2 separate regions of the Mus musculus genome follow, and region 2 is linked to region 1. The links are chromatin contacts, called in public HiChIP or PLAC-seq maps. All regions are on one chromosome and are shown on one strand. Each heading gives the region's core, a stretch centred on a gene start, on an enhancer-like site or on the middle of the called end of the contact. The rest is flanking DNA. Distances are from core to core; before and after follow the strand shown. Region 1 has its middle 29 kb from the start of Hhipl2. Region 2 has its middle 56 kb from the start of Dusp10.

Region 1 (2,917 bases), core at 121-2,620:
AAAAGAAAATGGTGAAAAAGTGTTTACAATCAAATTCAAAAAGTCCTTGGTTCAGCTAACTGAAGCCTGGCATGTTAGCAAGTGTCCTGTGATCCTAGCACTCTCCAGAGTTGGAGGTAGGACAGTCAGATAGCTTCCCCTAGCCTGGAACTCACGGAGACCTTGAGTGCTGAGATTAAATGTCTGCATTTTTACACCCAGGAGAACTCAGAACTTTTAACTTGCTGTCATATCAAATGTGATGTTCCAAGAAGTACCCACCTTCAGGCTCTCCAGGCCACCGCGCAAGCACAGACTTCTCACCATGGAATATCACTTCAGGGTAGTGGGTGATAACTGTCACAAAATGAAGCCTACTATGAAGGAGAACGTTAACAGTTCAGTGCTGGTTTCCCAAATGGGCTTTGCTTCCCTTTAGGAGAACCATCACCAAGAGTTAAACCCAAATCCTATCCCTGCTCCAAGACAAAAGGCCCCGCTTATACCAGCTCTCCTTTCTTTCTAACGTAGGCCCCAACGTTAGCACCCCACCCCCAGCCACCCTCCCTGTTCCATCACTGAGAACAGGTACCTAAAAGAAGCAACCCAGGAGAAAAAGAGTTTCTTCTGGATCATGGTTCAAGGTTAAAGTCCATCACAGTGGAGAAGGCTTGCCGAAATCAATGCCATTGCTGGTGGGGCATGAGGCTGCTTGTTCTTGGTCAGATCAGAGAATTGAAATGAGCACGGAAATGGGACCCTGGGCTAAGCCCAAGTCCATCTCCCAGAAATCTGCCTCCCACAGCCAGGCTCCACCTCCCAAAAGATTCACAACCTCCCAAAACAGCGCCACCATCTGGCAAGCTAATGCTTAAACATGTGAACCTGTGGGGGACATTCCTGCCCAAACCCTAATGGCTCATCTGTCTGTTGACATCCCCAGCACTTGCTCTTCTGGAAAGAACTAAGCCAAAAATAAAATTACAGAGGGAACCTGTTTGGCAGCTTATTGGGGTTTGTCTGAGTTTATGCACCTCCTCCAAATTAATGCTAAGTAAGGGTTCTTGTGCCATGTGTGGCTGAGTAGAACTCTTCAGCCATTTTGGCTAACTTTACATGTTCCTGTAATAGAAGCAAACTGAAGATTCCCATTGCCTATGACCAAAGAAAGAAACAGAGAACAAGGACATTTGAGCCAGAACAGAAACAGCGGTCAGAGGAGGTCCTGGGCTCCCCGGGGCTGAAGCATAACCCTCCAAAATGAATCTTATTATCATGGCTTCAATTCATCAGATCCTGGCAAGTTGCAAAACAAGCTGAATCTGCTTGCAAGGGGTTTTCAGTCTGCCAAGGGAAGGGATTAATATGCATAGCCGTCCTTCCAAAACTATCGGGCATGAAGAGCCACGGTAGACGCTTTGTCCAATAAAGCCCTTGCCTAGAGTTCTGCCTAATAGCTCTGTGCTTTAGTTTGTGGATTAGCTTCAAGGACAGTTTATCCCTGCATGCAGATGAGAATGTCAGCCGACTCACCTCCACCCCTGTGTCCTGCACCTGATGGCACACTTAATCCTGCTGCTAAGTCAAATATAAAATGCAAAAATGTCAACCCAGAGGGGTGGATGTGTTGGAGACCAGGAACTATGAGAGAGAGAGAGAGTTAACCTCTCTGGGCTCCCACATCCTTACAACTGTTCCTTGATCCTCCAGCTGTGTTCTTCCACCCTCCATAATGCCCGACTCCAGCCACCTGGCTCCAGTAAGGCAGCTGGTTATTGCCTTGGAATGAAAAGGCATCTGCTGGGGGCTAGCTAGGCGGCTCAGAGGGTACAGGCATATGCTTCCAAGTCTGGCCATTATAGTTCATTCCCCAGGACCCACAGGCTGGAAGGGACGAAAAGACTCTGGTGGGTTTGACCTACACATGTGTGCTATGTCACACATGCCACATATAGACATAAATAAATAGATAAGTAAATACATAGGGCTGGTGAGATGGCTCGGCAGTTAAGAACACTGACTGCTCTCCTGAAGGTCCTGAGTTCAAATCCCAGCAACCACATGGTGGCTCACAACCATCCATAAGGAGACCTGATGCCCTCTTCTGGAGTGTCTGATGACAGCTACAGTTTACTTACATATAATAAATAAATAATTTTTTAAAAGTAAATACATAAATAATTTTAAAACTGTTTGATGCTTTTTTAAAAGAGAGCCACCTGCTCGGAGTCAGACACTGAGAGGCTTATGCAGGGCTATGACCTCACACCAACCCTGGGAACTGCAGCTTTCTACTGGGCAGAGATAAAAACCAAAGCTGATTGGTTAAAAAATACCGCGCACGCCTTTAATCCCAGCACTTGGGAGGCAGAGGCAGGCAGATTTCTGAGTTCGAGGCCAGCCTGGTCTACAGAGTGAGTTCCAGGACAGCCAGGGCTACACAGAGAAACCCTGTCTCAACAACCCAAAAAAAAAAAAAAAAAAAAAAAAAAAAAAAAACCCATACCCAAGAATGTCCAGGGGCAGCACTCGCCACCCAGGCGAGGCCAGAAGTGACAGAGAGTAGTATAGCTAACCTGAAATGGATGACATCAGATTCAGTCACTGTCATGGGGCCCTCCCAGAGCCTGTTAAGACCACTGAGCATGAGAGATGTGCTCTGGACTCTGCTGTGATCTAACTAACTCCTCACACCCAGAAAGCTTCCTGGCACATAACAAGCATTTGGATGATGAGAAGTTATCTCTGTGAGACGGTTGGGATTATGTTAGGCCTTTGTAGGAATAGACATATGTAGAAAAGAAACATTTATTGGGGACCATGAGGGATAAGAATCCATCCTGGCAGGGAACATAGTGGCAAGCAGCAGGCTTGGTGCCAGGAGCAGGAAGCTAAGAGCTCACCTCCTCAAACTGCAGGCACAAAGAGCAAACAGGAA
Region 2 (3,134 bases), core at 162-2,661, 640 kb before region 1:
AACTGGATGGTAAATGATAGGCATTTTCGTAGGCATAGCTATTGCTGTCCTCAGCTCCTCACTTCTGCCTTCACTCACCTATTCATCCAGCTGTCCTAGCAGCAAGGGAAGAGAAGGTGTTTTACAGAAGACAAAGTTCAACACTGCGTGTGATCCAGGAGCCAGGGCTTTGGGTGAGTTAGACCCAGCTTCCCATTCTGTGTCCTATTCCTATCCACATGGCACCAACAGTGAGGAAATGGACTTGAGAGAGCCTCAGTGTATCACCCCCCAAAAGGTATGATAGTGCCTACTTTCCAGCAGTGGGATATGGGGATATGTCTTGTGCAGTGACTATTGTCAGCTTGTCACAACGGGTTTAACTTTCTTCACTGTATCTCTAGTATAGAAGCAGTAGGATAGACAAAACAGTTGAATAGCTGCTAGAGCTAGGAATTCTGGGAAATTTTACTTCTATATCATTGTAAATCTCCCATAGAGCCTGGCATGTTCCTAGGTCATCTTCATGAACATGTGGTGAAGGAAAGCATGGAGAGGGGGAGTAGGAGGGGGAGGAGGAGGAGGAAGTGAAGGAAAACCTAGTCCATCTGTCACCTTATGATCTATGAAAGACTCCTTCCCAAAGGAAGGTAGAAGGTAGTTTGAGAACTCTGTCAAAGGGTTTTCCTCTTTCATACTTGCTGTGAGTCACTTCATCTCATCATGACCTCCTTGGGTCTCTGAGATATCTAAGCAGCCTGACTGAAGACAGAGTTTGACAGCCCAAAGTCTTTTCCCTCAACTGCATCAGCCAGACCATAGCTAAGGTGTTGTACTTCTCTTAACCCAAGAAAAGATCTTGTCTCTTATCTAAGATCTGATATTGTTAACCAAGCACACAGCCTGTCACCTGCTGTACCACATTTACCTCATAGAAGGGGAATTGCAGCTACCCTTGCTCACTCACAAAGTCACTGAGGGGTCTGACAGAAAAGGATCTCTGTCACTTGCAGAGCTCCACTCTTATGGAAACCTGTAACAGATGTGCTCTCGCTGTGGTGTGAAGGACTGATATTAGATCCTCAATCCAAGCAATGAAAAAAAGTGAAATATTCACACAGAAAAGGAAGAGAAACCTGAGCAGGCTGGGGACATTTGAGGGACATGTTTCTGTCCTGCCATAACTTATGGGAATCACTCCTGTCTAGATGTCAGGTGCTTCCCTGCACTTTTCCACAGTGTTTTTGTGTTTACCTAAGAGTCCAGCATCCATAGACTGCTCCCCACTCGCCCCACCAACACATTTCTCATCCCTGGGGACATCTTTCCTTCTCCAAATATGTACAAAAGCACCAGCCCCAATGCTGGCTGTGGGCTGGCTGAGCTCAGGGCTATTCTGGGGCAGCCGTTTTGCACGCCTGCTAGAGGAGGATTAATGAGCCAGTCTGCTCACCCATTGCAATTAGAAACAACACCACAACTATTCTGAGGCTATTTCTATGCAGGGAGCTTGAACTGCTCATCAGCCCTCCTCACTCAGAGACCTGTGGGTAATTAGGGCCCTGTTAAATATAGGAGACTTGATGGTTAGCAGCCCCATCTGCGTTGTCACCCTCGGCTGGCACCCTGAGAGAAAGAACAAGGGGATTTCACGTCAACCTGCAGAACCAGAGCCAAGAGCGCCCTGGCCTTTTAGCCCAACACAGGCTTGAATGCCAGGTGGGATTTAGGAGTGAGAGTCGATCAGTCCTAGGAAAGCATCCTGGTATTCATGGACCTAGATTAGCCGAGCCGCAGATCTGACAACTACGGAATCATCAAAAGGATGATCCGGTTTTCACTAAGGCCATGGTGGGAATACTGGGTGTCTGCATCTCTTATATTTGAGCAAGAACAGCTTAAAGGAAAACAAGAAGAGAATGGAGTGGGCTAGGAGGAGGACTGGAATGTGTGATGGTCAGAGCAGCCTTTGAGTCCGCACAATTATGGGAACTTTAGGTGATTAGGAAGCATTTTCTGTCCTATGACAAAATACTCCCAATTAAGCAGATCGCATTGCTCTGGATGTGACAATCCATGTCATCCTTAAGCTGTCTCCTTGTATTGCCAGAGGGGCTGGGGACTGAGAAGTGTCAGCTATGTATTTTAGATTCTCCTAGTGTCTTTTTTTTTCCTTTCTAGAAATTAGGAGGTGGTAGGTAAAATTAGGTACATAGCCAGAGCCTACGTGCCAGGGAGACATCAGGAGTTCCTCTGACTTGTCTCTACGACACATACCTCTTTGTGAGTATGTTCTCTGAGCCCCACTACTCAAACTGTGAACAATTCAAACACTACCTGAGAATGTGGCAGAAATGTGGCATGGTCTCAGGTCTACTGCTTAGAGCCTGCCCTTTAACAATGTTCTCCTGTGATCTATAGAAGCATCCAAAGTTTAAAGCGTGCCCGGCAGGAGGCATTGCTGGGTTCCTGGGAGCAGACTTCAGTGTTATTAAGATTAGCCAGTGTGAAGCTGAGGAGAGGTGATGGTGTGCAGCTGGGCCAGTATGAGGCTATTTTGATTTCATCCTGATGGATGGAGAAGCTTAGCACTCCCAGGATAAAGGGAGAAATGGTGTCCATTATGGAAGGGCCTCAGTTGTCTGTAACTTCACCTCTGGATCCTATCCTCCATATGTGCCCTTTGTATCCTTGGATGAGGATTGTGGCCAGATACTGTCCATATTTAGATTGTACTTTAAAAAATAAAGTACCAGGTCCTCCCTCTCCCCTGACCAGCTTATAAGATTCAGTTGCCTTTATGGTTAATGTTGTTCTAGAGGGTGGTCCTCCACTTATCACAGGTCAGTGACTGATGCTTGAGATGGGGACATGGCTCAGTGTGTTCCCAGAGCCATATACCTGGTCCCCCTGAGGACCCAAGCTCCTAGGCATGCTACTTCCCTTGGTTTTGCCAGACCTCTGTTCAGTGATAGGAGCCATTCGTGTCAGGAGTGGATTATTGGTGCAAAATGGCTCCCACTGAAAAAGGAAAGGAAGTCACTCATTTTCTGGGTACTTGGGGGACCTGCTGGTCATGACGGTCACTCTGAGGGCTAGGATAAGTGTTGGAGCTCAGACCTCTGAGGCCCATCTGGTGAGCCGGCTCAGTTATT

What was found. HiChIP or PLAC-seq counts read pairs in DNA pulled down with a chosen protein or histone mark.
Region 2: a contact with region 1 is called in an H3K27ac HiChIP or PLAC-seq map of VIP interneurons, with 6 times the contacts expected there. The contact joins two enhancer-like sites. A contact is called at or near these places in 2 of 15 datasets of contacts at CTCF or cohesin (large pre-B cells and pro-B cells), 1 of 484 Hi-C or Micro-C datasets (bone marrow-derived macrophages) and 2 of 115 datasets of contacts at active chromatin or transcription factors (VIP interneurons and fibro-adipogenic progenitors).

The regions. Positions count from the first base shown.
Region 1 is chr1:183,446,469-183,449,385 of GRCm38.p6, reverse strand. No RefSeq gene overlaps it. Among named protein-coding and RNA genes, the nearest start is that of Hhipl2, 29 kb to the right of the region's middle. Within about 2 kb of position 1,370, at least 1 of the 459 cell types and tissues checked has an H3K27ac peak or open chromatin away from gene starts, as enhancers often do. A contact at or near this core is called in VIP interneurons, where this site is marked.
Region 2 is chr1:184,089,053-184,092,186 of GRCm38.p6, reverse strand. No RefSeq gene overlaps it. Among named protein-coding and RNA genes, the nearest start is that of Dusp10, 56 kb to the right of the region's middle. Within about 2 kb of position 1,411, at least 10 of the 459 cell types and tissues checked have an H3K27ac peak or open chromatin away from gene starts, as enhancers often do. A contact at or near this core is called in VIP interneurons, where this site is marked.